2 separate regions of the Gasterosteus aculeatus genome follow, and region 2 is linked to region 1. Evidence: chromatin contacts called from public Hi-C data. All regions are on one chromosome and are shown on one strand. The core of a region is the stretch at or near the end of the contact, and the rest is flanking DNA. Distances in the headings are between cores, read along the strand shown.

Evidence for each region. A called contact is a pair of places that touch in the nucleus more often than the background predicts.
Region 2: a contact with region 1 is called in a Hi-C map of whole body, with 6 times the contacts expected there. The contact joins the enhancer-like site here to the promoter of stat6 in region 1. A contact is called at or near these places in 6 of 6 Hi-C or Micro-C datasets (blood and trunk muscle, liver, skeletal muscle and 2 more).

Annotation. Positions count from the first base shown.
Region 1 is chr2:11,307,630-11,311,384 of fGasAcu3.hap1.1, forward strand. It overlaps stat6 (signal transducer and activator of transcription 6, interleukin-4 induced), which reads right to left and starts at 1,423. Exons shown (of 19, transcript XM_040192913.2): 1 at 324-1,423.
Region 2 is chr2:11,350,068-11,354,015 of fGasAcu3.hap1.1, forward strand. No RefSeq gene overlaps it. Among protein-coding and RNA genes, the nearest start is that of fignl2, 22 kb to the left of the region's middle. Within about 2 kb of position 2,419, at least 2 of the 9 cell types and tissues checked have open chromatin away from gene starts, as enhancers often do. A contact at or near this core is called in liver, where this site is marked.

The DNA.
Region 1 (3,755 bases), core at 173-2,672:
CAAGCCACTTGTAACAACCCACCCGAGGATCACAGAACACTGAAGCGGTCTTTAGTCTAAATCAACGTTCACTATTCCTGCTACATAAATGCGCAAGATGGCACAGATCGAAATTTACGCCTCTTGTCAGCAAGGGAAAGTTTAACTGTACATAACCACTAGTGCGGGTTTGCATATGTCGTTGACTGTATTTCAGGCCCACACACATAACACAACAGTCCATAACATGACAGAGACACACACGTCGAGTACACGTCGATCTCTCGGCCGCAGTGTTTAACAGGAACAAAAAAACAACAACAACAAAAACCCCACCGACTTACCCTCAGCTAAACGTAGATTTGACACATGGAAAAAAACAAACCGCTGTGGTGTCCCGTGCGCGTCAAGTCCTCCGCCAGCCCGAACCACCTAGCGAGCATTTCCTGCCTCCATCCCTCCCTTCCACTGCACTTCTGTCCCCCCCCCTCCCCTAATAAAAAAAGGCCCCAAAAAGGCCCCGTCGTCGTCACTGCGGTACTATTGCTTTGGCGGAGGAGAAACCACCTTCCGGGCCAACGAGCTGCTTGGCACCGACCACTTGTGCGCGCCGCGCCAAACGAGTTCCACTTCCCTGTTGCGCACCGCGAGCCAGAAGCGAGGGAGCGCGCGCCTCATTTCCTGCCTTCAAGTGCCGACATGACCCGAGACAATCGATCGATCGATCCTCACTCACAAACGCCGTCTGCCGGTGGAAACAACACACCGAACGCGGATTGTGTGCGTGCGTGCGTAAACAGCGAATAGTTTCTCAAATATGTGGTGCTTTGGCCCACTGCGCGCGCGTCCTCACAACGCGGTGTGCGGGCGCTTTAGTTTTTTAATAGCTGATTAATAATACTATTAATAGTGGGAACACTTTTAATAAAAAGTGGCATTTAAGTATCCGCCTTGAAACAGAAAGTACAGAAACTTCCACAGAAAGGATCGGTAGGCGGAGTGAGTCATTTCATGCTGCAACTTCCAGTAAGACCGAGACACATGACACCGCGTCTGCTAATGGCAGCGGCTTCACGCTGTGTAAACACACACAAATAAACGGGGTCGTCGTGAGAGACGGGACGCGGTGAAATGGCGCAGGGCTGATAGCCACGTGGAGCAGGCCGGTTGTTAGATGTTTGTCAAACATCAACGGCTACGTGGAAGGAAAATGTCAGCGTGAGGATCGCGAGGCAGCGAGACGTGTCCTCAAACAGCTCCAAATAGCTAAAGAGCAAAAAGAAAGCTGTTCACAAGTATGTTTACCCTGCACGCTTTACTCAATCAGGAAACAGGGACTGAAAACTGTTGTAATATCCGTAGTGTACATAGAAATACAGTATAAAGAACTGTTGTGACGATAACGCCACAAACGCTAGAGGGCAGCGATGCTCCACTGAAGGTCTGTGAGCTGAAGAAGGAGAACGAGCTTCGGTGACGCACTTCCTAAAATGACAGGAACTCGTTCCTTGTCCTTCAAAGCCTCACGTGACCTGCCGAGTCCTTCATAGATATATATACAAAGGTTATATATATAAAACAAAATATATATTTTTTTAAATAATGTTTTATTTTACTTACATTTTACTACTTAAATACCTTTTAAATGTATATTGTTACTTTTTCTGACATACTTTATAATAACTTTTTTTTAGAATTTTTAGCATACTTGACTGTTACTTTATTCTATATTTTTTAGTTTTTTTCAACTTACTATAACACAACTATTTTTCAACACGACGTGCTATTCAATGAATCTCTTTTACATATATGTTAAGGCTTTTTTCAACATCATGCTAAGTGGAGGAAAACAAAGTCCAAGGAAAAAAAGAAAAGTTTTGACTAACCAACCCATAACAATAACTCCTCTACACAATGCCACACTTGAAAAGTAGTGTACTGACAAAGAACAATGAAAGAAAGAAACCGACCGTACGACTCATTTTTGGCATTTGCCATCATTTTTTTGCTATGACTTTTTTTCACCATACCATATTAGGACTTATTCGACTTGCTATTCCATAACTTTTTTCACCATACTATAATATGATATTTAATTAATTACTTTGCCCTAATACACACTTAGGTTTTTAGACTTTTGTTACGCCCTATGCTGGAACATTTTTCAACTGCTTTACTATTACTTTCTTTTCATTATCACTATTTTTCACAGTATTCTGCTACTATTTTTCGTATCCTTTATTGACATGGGACTATGCTATAGCATACATTGAAATACAGTATTTTCACTCTTTTATGACATGTTTTTTGGCACACTACTACTGTGTATATTACTCTCACTATTGAGAGTAATATAAACAGACTTATTGAAGACCATCGGCCCAGACTCTACTCAAGCATCAACTGGCAGACGAGCTTCTTGGGTTTTACTGCAGGTTTGAAGTCCACATTCATCACTATCCTTCATCAGCTCCGTCAGCAACATTTATCAACTACCTCCAAACCCTTCACTGCTTCCTCACTGAGCCACAACCAGGATCTGTAGAGAGGAAGTCTGTCTGCGCTTTGATAGACAGAAATAACTGAAAACACTGTGCCCAGATGACATGTGTCCCTTTATTGATTGCTGATCCATGGTGCTGATTCATACACCCGTTCATTCACTACTTGTATTACCTTACAGTATTTGTCCTGCTTTGTCCAAACTTGATACAAATATAAAGAGTAATAAAAGTGATTATGTGTGTGATTATACTCGTTTCTTTAGTAGGATATTTTGTTGGGATGATTGATTGATTCGAATCGATAATGTTAATAACGTTTAGAGTCATACCATATTATGACATACTACACTGTGACATGGGATCAGCTGTAGCACCAAGCGACCCTGAAATGATGCACTGTTAAAGATAATGGATGGAACAAATGGGTACACTAAGACACATTTGTATTGGCCAATTATATACAGTATATTATATTGTAGATCCTTTCTCTGACTTTTCCCAAGTGCTTTAACACTGTTAGACTTGATAAGTCCTTAACTCATTACCAGTCTGATGGATGCGGCCGGATCAACAACCTCGCAGGTCTGACAAAATAAAGAGTAACATGGGGACATCCCTGGGAACTTTATCCTCCCTCTTCCTGTTTACATCATCTAAGTCCAAGATTCAGAGTGTAGACAGATGTCCACTTCAGAGGTGCCGTGGATGACTCAGTCAGTGTGGGTGGTGGGAACTGGGGGCTGAACGCAGTATTGTGGTGGTCATTTGCGTACAGTGGCATGAACTGAGTGAACGTCACAAAGAATTAAGGGGGGCAGGAGGATTTTGGGAGTTGAACCAACCCGTCTGACCCCAATCTGCATTACGGGAATATAGTTGGAGATCGTCAAGGAGTAACGTGTCAAGTACTGACATGAAAAGTTTTTAACTCTAACATTTTGTAAAAGTTTTATTAAAAACATTAGAAAGACACAAATACAAACATCTGAACGAATACAAACGCTCCGGTCTTTGTGTCGAGTTTGAACATGCAAAATATGTCTTTCTTTTGTCTTTTTTTTTCATTTTTAGACGTTCTGTTTAGAGATTGGTAAGAGTTGAGTTGGTGTGTTTTTTAATGTTTATTTCTCCATTGTTCTGCACATCCAACTATTTCATTTCACATTTAAGGGGGTTAATTTTTGGGGGTTGATTATTGAGGTCTTCTGATTGTGGTGACTGAGCTCAGGACATTTAGGCTGATTGTTCAGTCAGGTTTGATGCTCCTGATTT
Region 2 (3,948 bases), core at 1,169-3,668, 43 kb after region 1:
ACTGGCTGGTCCCCGGATCCCATTGTAAGTGAAGGGGAGTGCATCCACGCATGACAGATGTCCCCGGCCTTTGTTTCTCCCTGCAGCCTCCTCTGTGCCTCTTGCCCCGGCTCTGAAATTGCATGAGACGGCTTCAGCCTGCGAGGGTCGCTTCCACGGCGCCTCGGCTCCTGCTCCGAGTACCCAACCGCCATGCCGGGCTGCATGCAGTGGTTGTATCAAGCCGCGGCCTCTCGGGAGGAGCTCACAGTGTGGTCCCAGGAGTTATGGTGACTGGACGCCACTGTTCCCGTCGCTAACGGTGCCGCAATTACTAAGACGGATGCGTGAACAAACTTGTAGTCGTGACTGGAAACAGAGCAGATGAATGTATGCAGAAAAAAAAGAATTTCAAGTGTGCTGCTACATAAGTCACTGACGCCAGAACATGTAATCTGACATCCACCAACTTGGAAATCAATAAAAAAAATAATCCATTGCCTCTGTAATCATGTGAAAGGGTTCTAAAAACAGCACTCACATTATATTTGGGCCTCAGTGCTGTGAAAAAAAAGCAATTACTAAAGTGTTAAGTGAAGCGCAGGTGAAAGCTTTTTGCAACATAAAGAGTTGAGGTAAGCTGTTTTTACAAAGCACTGACGTTTTGCATTCCCCATTCAGCGGCCCACCATGTGGCAGACCTACAGAGGCGGCTTGTCGGGCTGTCAGTCAAAGCAACAGTGTGCCAGTGGGAAGTGAACACAACAATGGTTGCGTCTGGTTAATGGGTGAGAGAAATTGCAGAAAATCCTTCATTTCTATACCTTACTACCACACTATCTGTTCTATGTCCTATTCTTCTCTTACTAATAACCACATTCTACCAACACTCAGACCCCAATCAGTAACCCTACCCCCACTCTCCTGTTAACGTTCATTAAAAAAAAAAAAAAAACACTCGCATTCCAATGCTTACGCATGAGTATCGGGGGGGGGAGGGGGAGAGAGAGAGAGAGAGAGAGATCTTAACAGATTGGAAATAACTGTTTACCAGTAGGATCAATGGCTGGCTGGTAAATAATTTGGTGAATTAGAATAGTCGGTGCTGCTCCAACACCCGGTAACTACAACATTGTCTGCAGCCGTGCTGCACCGCAGAAAGACCATAAGAAAGACTTACTTCACATAATTTAACGTTACTTAAACTTTTTTTTTTGTAAGTGACTGATTTCAGTAGCATTGCGTTTGTTACAAAGTCTAACTCTTCATCCCTGGGGCTCTTTTCTTTTTAAAGCTTTAATGGACCATTTTTGTTCATACGTCTTCTTCACTGTCCCATTTGGCTCCTCATAAGTGCATAACTGAAACAGTCTATTTTCCTGTTAAGACTGTCAGGCTCATGTCAATGGAGAAGCAACATTAGTGTCGTACGGTTTCTCTGCCCACTCGTGCTAAGAGCCGCGTCTGGTGTCGCAGCCGAAAGCTTGGAGCCAAAACACAAGGGAAGGACCTGCCCACAAAGAGTATTCTCTCTTCCTAACTACCCTCCATAATCTGGTGGGTCTGACCTCAAACCCGTTGTAAAAAAAGAAAAGAAAAAGCGTGACATATGGTCGGCCTGCCCGTACACAAGACAAGCCCGCGTTGGGCCAGCAGACCCCTGGGTAAAGTCAAATGAATGCATGTAAACATTTAGCTGCATGCGCACTGTGCCGTGATCTCCTGCATGGGCTTAGGTGACCCCAGTCAACATCAATCAGATAGGACACAATGGGGAAAAGGCACACAGGGCAAAAGAACGGAGTCAACCGCACTTCAAATAAGCACACATGTATGTCATTGAGGAAGCAGATCGGTTCTGTTCTCCTGATCGTGGGTAAGCCGGGCACTCCTGCTCCCTCAACCGCAAGCGGCAATTATGAGGAAAACCTCAATGCATGAGCTTTAGAGATGAGTGGATAATCTACTTGGATTTAAGTCTAATCTTCCATTTTTGTTGTCCAAATCAAATCATAATGGGATACATATAGGGCTCATGCACTGATATTATTACCAAGCATGGACAGAAGGAGGGTGACTCACAGACTGGCCAGGGGGTCATTTTAAAAGAATTTGGCAGGAATATGAATATTTTTGGGGGGGATTTAGTTTAGTTCCGCCCAAATGGCTTTTTCAAGAGACGAGTAAAAACTGTACAAGCACAATTCATAACCTTTCTTACAGTTTAGCTCAGAAACATGCGTTGACATGGAATGACTGTTTTGACATCTGCAGGGACAGCATTACCATGTGCGCCTGCCTTCTCAGATGAGTCTCACTTATTCATTTTCATTCTGCTGGAGATGGTCACACCTCCACCACTCTAACATGCTGCAGTTATGTTGTCATGCTGAGGTTTATAATCCACCACTGCAGCAAAGCAACAACCCCACAAAGGTCATGTTAGCCGGAGCAGTGACTCTGCAAAAGCATACCCTATTTCTGCATGGACATAAACACATGAAATCACATGCACACAATCCCACACGTGAGAAGAAACTAGATGCTGGATGGTGTGAGTCGTCTGCTGCAGGCGGCTGTTAAGTTCAAATCTCTCGCTCTGTAAGCCCTGGCCCTCATTTCATTACCACTCCTCCTATCTGCCAGACACTTACAATCCCATTACCTTCTACAGCTCGGCTCAGGCCCGAGCCTCCCTACACAGACACAAACACATTGATCCAACATCTCAACCAGCAAACCACAAGGGCAGACGCAAGACAACCCAGATTCACAAGCAAACAATCAATAGGGAAAGAAGTGCAAACGTCTTCAAAAACAAATTCAATTTTGTATTACTGGGGATTTTACTTTTGATTAACTATCCATACTGTCGGAGTGCTGGGAATGAATGAGACAAACTAAACTATTTCTGACTCTCCACTCCTGGGATAACTCCTTTACCCTTGAGGAAATGACGTGAGCCAATAAAAAGGTACCAAGCATCAATTGGTGTGTGAGGTTTGAGACCACGAGCATTCTTCTTGCTCAGCTGCCCCACAAGCATATCGACCACACCCCTTCGAAAAAAGGCTTGACTCACCGTTGCAAAAGATTTTTGTTGAGTATTTAAGTGACAAGAAAGAGAGACATAAAACCCCTACTGTTCTAGTAAAAAATGGCAAATGACCACCAGCTCTGTCTTCAACTTCCATTTACAGGGCAATGGCCGAGAGAGACGACAGCAGATTCAGTAAAGGAAATGGGAAATGGAGACAACAACATTTAGTGGGGATGCGGTGCACAGAAGCAAATAACGCACGTACAGAGAATTCACAACTAACATAAGCCGCTGTGTTTTTGCAGGCTTCCTTACGTCTCTCCCTCCTCCCCACCCCCGCTAACGGCTCTGCCTTTTCCATCAATTTAAGGGCCGGGCGTCCATGCCCCGAGTGCGCTCACTGGAGCACAAGAGCCTTCAAGAATGGAGCCTATTCAGCCTGCCTACAGATGCTTGCCAAAACAGTCCTCCAGGCTACGGCAGGCAGCAGAAGAGTAAAGAGAGCCGGAAAGGGAGATAGGAATCTGATAGCCTATCATTAACAGCCCAAATAAATGGAAGGAGAAATCTCAGGCCAAAGCACAGCCCACGCGGCCCTGATGTTTATAGGTGATAGCCTTATTGTTTTGTCTCCCGTGGCATTTTTAAGAGCTGCTATGCCTTCACAGAGAAGGTGTTTATTGTTGCAGAGAAATGGTCTAATGTGTTGCATCCACTGTATCTGCTCATTCCAGACCCTCAAACCCCAAGTGAGGTAGAATCCATGTGAGAGCGCTGCATGAGAGTTTCTCATCAATGCAAAACGAATACATCATGTTTGATACACGATTTGTTTACAGGGACATTATTTGTCTTTTCATTCAGATTTAGTTTAAAATAATGAGTAAATGCAACTTTTAAAATGGACTGCCTGTTTGTGTCTTACGACC